Linked DNA regions of Gossypium hirsutum: region 1 is linked to region 2. A link is a contact called in public Hi-C data. All regions are on one chromosome and are shown on one strand. Each heading gives the region's core, a stretch centred on a gene start, on an enhancer-like site or on the middle of the called end of the contact. The rest is flanking DNA. Distances are from core to core; before and after follow the strand shown. Region 1 overlaps LOC107887704 (chaperone protein dnaJ 16). Region 2 has its middle 8.8 kb from the start of LOC107886672.

The links. Hi-C and Micro-C count contacts between places; a contact is called where the count stands out from the background.
Region 1: a Hi-C map of leaf shows a contact between it and region 2, with 4 times the contacts expected there. The contact joins two enhancer-like sites. A contact is called at or near these places in 15 of 34 Hi-C or Micro-C datasets (anther, callus, cotyledon and 5 more).

What each region holds. Positions count from the first base shown.
Region 1 is chrA03:101,113,044-101,119,114 of Gossypium_hirsutum_v2.1, forward strand. It overlaps LOC107887704 (chaperone protein dnaJ 16), which reads right to left. Exons shown (of 12, transcript XM_041099973.1): 7 at 5,162-5,251; 8 at 4,957-5,065; 9 at 4,725-4,873; 10 at 4,593-4,646; 11 at 4,267-4,489; 12 at 3,763-4,174. The coding sequence ends at 4,271. Among protein-coding and RNA genes, the nearest start is that of LOC107887704, 8.2 kb to the right of the region's middle. Within about 2 kb of position 2,243, at least 4 of the 9 cell types and tissues checked have an H3K27ac peak or open chromatin away from gene starts, as enhancers often do. A contact at or near this core is called in cotyledon and fibers, where this site is marked.
Region 2 is chrA03:101,057,736-101,063,580 of Gossypium_hirsutum_v2.1, forward strand. It overlaps the pseudogene LOC107886673. Among protein-coding and RNA genes, the nearest start is that of LOC107886672, 8.8 kb to the left of the region's middle. Within about 2 kb of position 3,411, at least 4 of the 9 cell types and tissues checked have an H3K27ac peak or open chromatin away from gene starts, as enhancers often do. A contact at or near this core is called in cotyledon and fibers, where this site is marked.

The sequences.
Region 1 (6,071 bases), core at 993-3,492, 54 kb after region 2:
AGTTTTCCCCAAATTTCGACAATCTAATTTCACCCAAAAAGAGTATGGAAAAACCCTAGAAATTGGGGATTTTTGGGCTGATTCCTTAAGATAGAAAAAGACTGAAAACACAATAAGAACAGAAAATAGATTAGATAATGATTCAGCACAAGTAGAAATAAAGAAAAAATTGACAGTAAGAAATTAAAAGATAAGTCCTAAGAAGCCTTGAAATCTCGAAAGATCTCACAACTCCCTTCAAACGGCTCTAATCTCCCCTCCAAAGAATATCAATGGCAAGAAGAAGGTTGAAGATGGCTCCCACAATCACAAGATTGTTAAAACAACTTCTAAAGAAAACTCAAGAGAGAAATCTTGGAGAAAACTCAAAGAAAATTCTGCTCTCAACAAATCTGAAATTTTAATAATAATGATAAGTGTTTAACAAGGTGGACAGTCATGCCTTTAAATAGGCCTTATAACTAGTCCTAATCTAATTAGAAAACTAAAATAAAAAAAAACTCCTAATTATTTTAATATGGAAATTCGGTCAAAGGTCATTTTATCTGGGACTCTTGGACTGAATATTGACATAAAAATTTAAACTAAGTAAATAAATAAATAAATAAATAAAAATAAAAATAAAACTTTACAACTTGGGCCACTTTGACAATTTGGCCTGATTTTCAACTAAGTATGGATGGATTTCTTGATTGGGCTGGGAATTTGCTTATTGGGCCTCGCCTTCAAGAATTTGGGCTTTTGTGACTCGTATCACCTTGCCTATCAGAATTTGAAGAACCGGGTTGGGTCTCCTCAATGTGGCAATTGGTTTTGATCCATAAATTGCTTTAGTCGTCTTCGCTTTAATAAACACATAGACAGACAGTCAAATTTTTGCTTTTGTTTTTCAAATTATGTGTAAAATACCCCAAGAGAAATAGTTGAATTAATTCTGTATTTTTATCATATAAATATTATCACGGTATATATTAAGATTTCGGAGTAATTTAAAAGAAGAATTACTGCTATTGATATTATTACTCCAAAATTTTAATATATAATAATATTATGGTAATTACTCTTTTATTATCATATAATGTTAATTGCTCTTCTAAATTATGGTAATAATATTATGGCAACTCTATTCTATTTTACAAGGTAATAGTATTATGATAATTGTTTTTTCACTATCTTTAATATATATGGGTTAGTATTTGGTATACTAGCAGTTTAAATTTTTTTTTTATTTTAGAAATAATCTTGAAAAATTGTTACATGTCTTTTTTTTTAAATATATTTTTTTAATATTTTACTATATCCTTGTAAGACACTTGTCAACTCCTAATCTTATTTATAGAGTTTAAAAACTCTACTCATAATATACCAAATATTTTATATATATATATGGTAAATAGTATTATGATAATTGTTCTTTAATATATACGGTAGTAATATTATGGTAATTGCTCTCTCTTTATATAGATTTGACGGTAATTACTGTTTTAATAGCACGTATATAATAATTTCATAAATTAATGTTAATTACTCTATTCACTGAGTAGGATTATCCTCTTTTTGGCCATGTCTTCGGAAGCATTTGGAGAGGGTTTTCATTAATTGCGATTCATTTCACGACATGTTTTAATTTTTTTACATTGATTATTTATTAAATTAACACGTGTCAACCAATAATAAGGTTGCTTGTGGAAATTCTATGCTGCCACCTATTTGAATTGTTTATGCGAAGCATAAATACAACTCAAAATTAAATTGAAAGTAACATTTTGATAAAATAAATAAATAAATAAATATCTGAAACTCATCCAATTGCGGAATATTAAAATGGTTTGACTTTTACATAAATGATGTTATTTTGGTTTATCATATTAATGTCGCCACCCACCCATTTGCGTAGTACAAATGCCAGCGAATATGTACTTGGTTAAAAATTCTGACATTTTCAAATTAATTTAGAAAACTCGTACTTAAGAGATTAAACTTGGATGAACCATCAAATTTAAAGCCAAGTACAAAAGATAGTACAATTCTAACTTCCTGCCATTACCAACATAGTCTTCTATTGAATTCAACCCCAGAAGCAGTCACCTATTTAAATCCATCCATCCGCTAAAACATTGTTGGAATTGAAAATATGGCATCTGCGGTTACAACAGCCATCTTTGCTGCATTACTCATCATGGTTGTTTCCGCTCACGAGGGGCACGACCACACACCTGGAATGGCCATGTCTCCGGGACCGGCGGCCACTAATATGGCCAACATCTTGGCTCCAACTGCAGTGATGGGGGTATTCCTTGCTTTGGTTGTTGCAGTTTTGGGTCCTTTAACAGAATAATATTTAATATTGCAGTGTTGTTTCGGATTTCTTCGCTGGTCTTAATAAATGTTTTCCATGTATTGCTTCTCATTCCGCTTCCCTTTTCATTTATGAAAATTTCATGCGTTACAGTTTATTAAATTTGTTGTTCGACTTTCATTAAGAAACAAATGTATCATCATTCAAACGAGCGTACAAGACTCAACTCTCATGTCATTTTCTTATTTCATTATTAACCAAATAGTTGGGATTTGGATCCCGTCAACAAATTACATCTTAACAATACAATTTCAGACTCAAGTTTTTTTTTTATTTAACAAATTCGTCCACTGGTATTAAATTAATTAATTGTAATTACTAAAAAATAAAAGATAACAATAATAATTTTATTTAAAATAAATAAATGCAGATAAGAAACTACCCTTGATAAAAACTAAAAACTAAACCAACTCAACAAATAACTTTATTTTTTTCCCTCAGACCACAATTTGTATTTATTTAATTTATCGTATTTTTTTCTGTCACTCGCTAATTTCTGTGTCAAAATCTAGTAGAACTATATAAAATTCTGATCATAAAGGGTAATGTGTATGTATATATTTCGAGAGAGATACGTACATAAAAAAAGCGATTTTTATTTTATTTTACCCCTTCCTCTAATCTCCCATGTTTACGGTGATCTACCTCTCTCGTTTTGCAGATATTGTATAAACCATTTTTTCTCCGGCATCCCCTCTCTAAATAAATGAAGGGCAAAACACAAACAATAACTATCCATTTGAATCAAACAAGAATACGCAGGTGAAAAGTTCCTTTGATCAAATTTATGCTACGTTTTTATATACATAAATAAAACAATAGAGAGGATAATACAATGTTCGGTTCTAAACAGCAATTTTGCAAACATAGATAGGATTTCACCCGTCCCCCACCCCCCCCTCCAAAAAAAAAAGAAAAAGAAAATAGAGAAATAGGATTAGATAGGATAGGATTTAAACTACAAAATAAAAAGGATTAGATAGGTTTAAGTGTTGCATATGCTGAGATTTACATTCTAAACCTATTGGAAGCCTCCTTTTAAAGCACAAATTACATTGTCCAAGTCCATTGAAGCTTTTTTCTTGTTGAAAGCCGAAAGTTTTTGCCGTGGTCGTTATGTGGTCACGCAAGTTCAATGCAGTTCCACCGTTAATCATTGGCTACTGGAACCACCTGCGATGTGCATAATACCTATATATTTACATTAAATGAGGATTGTATGATGGAATAACCTCGTTTGGCCGACCAATGAAGCCCCTTGATATTATTTTAGAAGTCAAAATAACTACACTCGAGAATCTGACGGTTTTGTTTCCTTGAAACTATATTTTGTTAACTCATTACTGTATTTCATCTAGCCTTAGTTGGCTTCTTCTCATACTATGCCACAACAACATTCTTCATACTACATAACCACACTACGATAAGTAATCATCTTCGAAGTTGAGAGAAAATTTAGTACTGGTGAGGGATGTCAATAGGTCGGGTTTGGGCAGGGAGTGTATTCTACCACCTCGTCCTGCGCCCTGATAAGTCCACAGTGTTGATCAATGGGGGAATCTTACAAGTGCTCTTGTTGAGAACAAGCGGATAAATTACAAATAAGACCCAGAGAAAAAAAAACTAAATAAAAAGGAAGAAGAAAGAATTTTACAATAACAATGAGTTACTGTCATCCTTGACGTGCTGAAGAAATGGTTAACTTCTATCTTAACCATCTTCTTCACATCATGATCAACGCACAAATCTTGAACCACTGCAATAAATGATGGGTGCAGAAATTGATGATTTGTAATTTGTGCAGACTTCTTTATCCTGATATAACATTTCGCACGGTTTAAGCAATCATAACTATTCATCAAAAAAGGGCGGCAAGCTTTTCTTAGAAAACAAATCCCATACTGTACCTGTTCAGCATGGCTGCTTTCTCTTGTCAATTTTTAAGTGGATATTATACCATCTCTTCTTCTTAGTTCTATCTCTCGTAGAATGTTTCCTGTCTCTCACTTCACCTTCTTTGGCCTCCCTGGAGACACCCTTACTCCTGTTCCTACTTGAACTTCTCTTACTTGGAGGAATCATCGTGTAGGAAGCATGAATCTCATTCCTTTGTTTGAGAAGCTCATCAATCTGCAAAACCCGCATATAGGATTTGTCCAAGAAATTTATCCATTCACCTATGAATATCAATTCTCACGGAGCTTAACTCATAATTCCCACAAGTTAATCTCACCTCTTGCATTTCCTTTGTGTATCTGGTTGTCATCTCTGTAAATTGTGCCAGGACCTGCAGCAATCAACATGAATATCAACAAGAACAAAAGTTAAATACTGGCACACACACCACATTTGTGGAAGCAGATACCTCTCTGTATTCAGTTTCAAACTTTGACAGTTCCACCCTTTTGGAGAGAATCTCAGCTTCCACAGCTCTAAGGTTCTCTTTTTCCTCTATGAAAGGGGCCGTACAAATAGCTTCTATAGTGTAGCTTACACTCTTGAAAAAGTTGTCACCTAGAAAAAATGGTAGTGAGTTTCATCCATGCATGCAAATCAACTAACAGGAGATTTGAAGGGCATAGTAACAAAGGAAAAACCATAAACAGCAAAAAAATGTGTGCCCGGTTTTAATTCAGTTATTTCACATGGTTGAAATCCATCCAGTTTTTTGAAGAAAGCTGTATCTGGATCCTTTGCAGCCGCAACCTGCAGTGAGGCATGTCAAAACCAGATTAAGGATGACAACAAGATCAAACTTCAACTTGAAGTCCAACTATGTCATATTTGTAAATAGTCACTCACTGAGTTGACTGTTTGATCCAAGCGATAGACAGGGAAGCCAAGAAAATACATTCCCGCAGATGTAACTTTTCCTGTTTTTGCACTGTCCTCCTACACCAAAAAGAAACAAACTTACCTTCAACAGACAGATAAGTAACATATGCACAATTTAAAATGAGGCCCAAGAGCTTAAAGTTTTAAACAACTATGCTACTAATGCTTCCATTAAAAATAGAATTTTCTTATCAGAAGCACCATAAGAGATCACAGCAAAGCCATGTCCCAGACAAACCAAGTATATTGACATTTTATTACTGCACGAAAAGCACCAAACAGTTCTAAGAAAGAAAAAGAAGGTAAGAGGAAATGAATAAACACATGAAGTGAGAAAAAGACAAAGGATTGGATTACAAGTTTCTGAAGATAAATATGGTATGACAATCTGTTACAGTTCCAAAACCCAAGACAGTTTTGCCTAATTCTCCACAATGTTCTGAAAGGGGATAGGTGGAGCATATAACTGAAGAGGTAATTAAACACAAAGGTAAGAGAGATGGTTTTTACAGAATTCTCTTGCAGATGATGGGGGAAAGGCCTAAAGTTCTATGAATTGTGAGCTTGCTTTGCGCCAACCTGCTCTCTGGAAACTTGTCCTAATAATTTATCAAAAATCAACTGTTGTTGTCTAGAGATGCTTTTTCTTTACTCAAAATTGTCAAGGGAGAAGACTTAAAATTGTTCTAGAATTAACTTTACATAGCAGTTTATGAAACAGAAAATCTACATGTTATGCAGAAACAGAACAGAAGAGCATTGAATTTGGAGATTCTAAGACTTAGTTAAGGCTGTAAATGAACAGAGCGTTCAATGAACAGTTCATGAACAGTTTGGTTTTTGTTTGTTTTTGTTTGTTTATTAAGCTAAATAAATG
Region 2 (5,845 bases), core at 2,161-4,660:
CAAAATGTTTATGTATGATTTTGATTGGTTGGGCCAGATCTTGAAGGACTAGAAACTGTATTTGGTCATGCTGATTGATGGAATTCCACCAATCTCTCAACATTCCTGTAAATCTGGAGACAAACTCCATAAGAATATTGTAATTGCTATCTTCAGTAAGCTTGCGAGTTTCTAACCAAGAATGAAATTCTTGAATTCTGTCTGGTCATTTTGCTGGTGGCAAATCATCTATAGTGAAAGTGGTTCTTCCTATGGAAGATTTTGGTATTTGTCTCTGATGTGCAGAAGATGATTCTGGCATGTCTTGCATTTCATCATCACTTGGTTCTTCAACTTTAGTTGTTTAGAATGCTTTCTACAATTCTTCATCTTCTGATTCTATTTTTTCGTCTGATGATGATTCAAACTCTTCAGATGATTCATCTGATGATTCTGAACTTTCTCCTGAATCAGCTTCAGTATTTGATTTTGGGTTTTGTACAGTTGAGATCTTAGGAATAGAAAATTTTGTATAGTCCTTTAAAAATTTTGTTAAAGGATTTTGATCTTCTTCCTGAATCATCAGAGATTTCGAGACTTGCTTTGGAGGAGGAAATTTTGGTGGAAACTCCTCTGAGACTGGTCTTTTTCCCAGTTTTTTCTCTATTTGATGGGCTTCACTTTCACTTTCTGTTTTGGCTTCTTCAGTAAGCTTTTTCTCCTTTTCTGCTTCTTGTTTTTTGATTTCCAGAAAAATTTCATACGTACTTGGTTTAGTACGTTTTGGAACTTCTGGAAAGATTATTCGTACTCCTTCTGCTGGGAGTGGATCTTTTTGTCTGATAGAGGGAAACAACTCAATTGTTTTTGCTCTATGAGTAGACTCAGGGATTTTCCCTGTTTCTTGAAGAGTCTTAATTTTATCTTTTAATTTTTGAATTTCTTTCTCTTTTTGTGCAAGATGAGAGAAGAAATCTTGTCCTGGTGCTGCTGGTTGCTTTGCTACTTCGTCCAATCTTTTTTGTAAAAGTTGGATCAGATCTCTGACCATCTTGGTGTTGTCATCAATCTTGGTTTCAATAGATGAGGTCTTTGAGTCAATTCTTTTCAAAACATGATTCTGAGCAATAGCATTTTCTGTTTACCAATTGAGAGTAGCTTCTGCAGCACTTATTTTAGATGGTGCACCCGAAATATCAGTCTGAATTTTTGAATGAATTTTTGGTGCATGAATATAACTCTTTTCAAAGTATTCTTCAAGAGGTGGGAAATCTTTGTTATATAATGCTGTAGGTTGCATCATACACACAGTGGAAATTGGTTTTTGTGGAACAAGAAAATCTAGGTTCTTCTTAACTTATTTGTTTATTTTCTTGTAACAGGGTTAAGGAAAAGGTTTTGATTTCTTGGGAATGTTTGCGGGAGACTGAGTGGATGATTTTGGAGGATGAGGAGAGGGATGTTTACAAGGCTCAGGTGGAACCTGTGTATTTGGTAAAGATTTGTGGGATGAATAATCAACAAGATAAACATATTTACCATTATCCTCTCCAAGTGGTCCAATGTCTGGATCTCCATCCATCCACCTTTTGTAAAACTCGTCCTGAGTTGAATTTTTCTTTTTCTTTTTTCCTGGTTTTGACGCAGTCATGTCCATACTATCAACCCAAGCGACCAATCTGTCATCTGTGCATAATTCACGGGAACAGTTTAAAGCCCAAGGACAATGTCCAGTTACAGGGTCTTTAAACATGTATAAAGGTTTTCCATCTGCGAAAAAGCTTTCTATTAGGCTTCTTTTTGGGCCGGGTTCACACAATGGACAGCAACAGTCTGGATCATCTTGATCATAAAGTTGTGCCGATTTTTCATTTGGTTGCTTCATCAACTGGGTTGGGAAAATGTTGGAATTTTGAGAACTGTGAAGATGACTATGATCAAACTTGATTTCAGTCGTTTTGTCCCTCTTGGATGTAATTTGACTTGAAGTTGACTGGATCGGTTGGCTATGCTCATGAAGTTTTTCATAGCTAGTGATCCATTTTTTTGGAAGGAGTTTGATCAATTCCTTTTTTAGGATCTGTCTCGGAACATGAACACAATGAGGCTGGTCATTTGTGTTCACTGAAATGAGTAAAGAGTCATCTGTTCCATGCCTTGAGAGATTGAAGGCATGATCTTGTATCCTGTAGACAATTTGATAATGAAGGGTGGCAGAGATAGCTGAAGTAACCTGTAGTGCTCCTGCTATTTGAATTTAAACTTTCAAAGCTTTGGTGAGGTTGGGATCTGCCAATGCCATTGTGAAATTTGGGAAAAGAGTGACCATTACGAGGCTAGAGTTTAATGTTGCTTCAATTGTAGCAATACATGCATTTTGGTATTCTAAATATCTAGAATCCAAAAGTGCAATTCTTGCAACTAATGGTTTTCTAGCTGTGCCATGGTAGTTTAAAGCAAGATGTATAGCTCCAAAATGGATGTGCGTATATTCTGCACGTTTCTATTCTGTTGGAAATTCTGCCGGAATTTCGAAGGTAACAAACTGCTCTGGGGATGCTGCATATATGAAAAAACTATCAAACCTTGAGGATTAAACATATTCTCTGACTTGTTTAGTAGATCCTTTAATCAAAGTTCTGATGGATTTTACAGGAGAAAATGCGGATTTTCTATAGGCGGAATAAGGATTTATAGTAGGAAGGTCTGTAGGCTGGACTTTATCTTCTTCACTTAGATATTCTATTTCATACAAAGAGGAAATCTTTTTTGCAGAATGAGATTTCATAGGAAAATCTGGTAAAGAGATAGGTGTAGAAGAAGTAGAAGGACGTGTTAATATATTATCTGCCATTGATGAAAAATGAAAAGTTTTTTTGGTGAGGTTGGGATCTGTCAATGCCATTGTGAAATTTGGGAAAAGAGTGACCATTACGAGGCCAGAGTTTAATGTTGCTTCAATTGTAACAATACATGCATTTTGGTATTCTAAATATCTAGAATCTAAAAGTACAATTCTTACAACTACTGGCTTTCCAGCTGTGGCATGCTAGTAGTAGCTGTGGCATGGTAGTTTAAGGATTCCTCTAGCATTACGACCTTTACCATTGTAACACAATTTACCCAAAATACACACATTTTCTTAAAATTTTTGTACTTTGGTTTAACATTAGTTCCGACTTATGAGTGAACAGATAGTTTGTGGCTCTTATAAACAAGGCTACAGAAGGCTTAAGCAGCGGTGAAGAGGATTAAACCCTGAACCCTGATCTCCTTCTCTCTTCCTGCCAGTTTTAAAGCCCCTGAAAAATAGAAAAAGCTTATCTCAACAGTGGCAATGATTTTACGTCTCTCCACTGCGATGCTCCATTCCTTCAGTTTGTCAACCACTACCCCAAAGCTCCTCTCTCATTTCACTCCCTCCTTTTTTCTCTCTACTTCCGCACTATCTCCTCGAATCCGAATTTGGCTCAATCAATCCTACAGCCGCCGAACCAGGGCCTTCAGTAGCGCCGTTGTTACCGCCTCTTCTCCAAAGAACACTGGGACGGATACCTTCTTTGCTGAAGACACTGTTTCCTGGCAGTCTCTAGGCTTATCTGATCGGATCTCTCAAGCTCTCTCCAATGCCGGTTTTGACAGGCCCTCCCTCGTTCAGGTGCTTTACCTTCTTCTTTTGATGAATTCACATCTGTTCCTTGTGATTTAAGCTCCATTTCTCGTTAATTTTGCTGTTCAACGCCTTTTTAAACAACAAAATGATTGGTATTTACCTTAGAGTTGGCCTGGCTCTTTACTTATTTGTTTTTGTTTAATCAATTTTGATGCTACCGAGTTAAAGAGCAAATCTGAAAGGGGTAGAACAAATTTTTTTACATCTATATATTTTATTATTCTAAACATATTACCGAAAACAACAAGCAAATGCATATATCATTTAGTACTCAATATATTTGAATTCGACATGGAGTTTTAGTTTATTGAGGCCAATAGTTAGTTTATCACCTTTGGTTTTTTTTTTTAATTTCTATTCGACCTTCTCACTTTTAACTGGTGGCTTTTGGTGCTTATTGAAAAACTTTCCCCTATGCATTATAGGCTGCCTGCATGCCATCTATTCTCTCCGGAAAAGATGTAGTAATTGCAGCAGAAACTGGCAGTGGTAAAACATATGGTTATCTAGTTCCTCTAATTGATAAGCTCTATGGTGCTCGGCATGATGCGGACAATGATTTGGAGAAAGCTACTGTTTCTTCACGTACCTTCTCCATTGTTCTTTGCCCAAATGTATTGCTCTGTGAACAAGTGGTTCGAATGGCTAATGATCTTTCAGACGATGATGGTAGACCAATTCTCAGAGTTGCAGCGGTGTGTGGTCGACAGGTATTTTTGTGAACAGCAACACATATCTCTTTGGCATTGGTAGTATTGATGGTTTTTAATGTTATTGGAACTTAGAGGATGCTTTTAAATTTTTTCAGGTGCATGTATATATTTGGCATTGTTCCTTTTTTATTGATAAAATCTGATGGTCACAAATATGACCCTTTACTACAGGGGTGGCTGGTGAATGAACCAGATGTTATTGTGTCAACGCCAGTTGCTCTTTTGAACAGTATAGACCCCAAAAAACATCATCGTTCAGATTTCATTCGTGCTGTAAAGTATGTGGTATGTTTTCTCACTCATTACTTTATATTCCTTTTAGTTATTTGGGAAACTACAAGGCCTTTTTTCTAAAGAAAAAGTGTGTTTACAATAATTGGCAGGTTTTTGATGAAGCAGATATGCTCCTTTCCGGGGGCTTTGAGAATCATGTTATTCGTCTTATACACATGCTCCGTTTTGATGAAAAGTTATTGTCTCGGGTGAATAAAGCTGGATCTGAGAATCCTGTAGAAACGAGTTCTGATTCTGTGTCACACTTTGACTTCGAGGGTGAGGAAGACATGCAAAATGAATCCATCTCAGAAGCTGAGAAAATGTCTGAGGGTGATGTTGATGCTCAGGACTTGATGGAAGAAACTCAAACTTTGACGGTCAAGAGAAAGGACTGGAGGAGAGAGAAAAAATTATGAACGAAGTAAGCAGTACATATTTGTTGCCGCAACCCTTCCAGTTAACGGAAAGAAAACTGCTGGTGCAGTGTTGAAAAAGATGTTTCCGGATGCCAACTGGGTTAGTGGAAGCTACCTCCATCAACACAACCCTAGGTGCTAAATTCTTATACTATTTTTTCCCCTTTCCATGGATAAACGGTGCTGCATTTAGTTATGGTTATTAGGATTGTTTAGATGCAAGTTATATTTATCTCTTATTCATATTTTATTGTTTTAAGCTTGTCACTGCTCATGTCGATCAGTTTTGCTCCAAAATCATCTGTGCTTGTTATCACCAAGGAACAAGAACTTAGAGATTTGTGATATCATTTTTCTTATGCATGGAGAACTAGGCTAGACCTGGCAATGTGTATCCATTGTGTTTTTGTATTCTGTTGTGCCATAATCATATTTAGGGTATTTTATATTTACATAACTTTGATGCTTTAATAACTGTTATCTAGACTCTAAAACATTTGTGTATTCATTGTCTTGTTTGTGTCATGTTTAGTTATTTTTTTCATATCATGTTTAATATTGTCAAGTCTAATTTAGGATATATCACAAATTACCTGATTAAAACTGCAGCTGTCGAACGCCCAACCGTAGTGTAGAAGCCACTATAATCATTTTAAAATAACATTTATTTCCTTTTGTCTGTTCATGTCTTTAAACTTTAAGGGCTTCTGACTCTTGGATCTTGATTGCCAAAAAGATGCTTTTAATCAGCTTTGGACAAAGGAAATGTTGATAATAAAAATAATTGA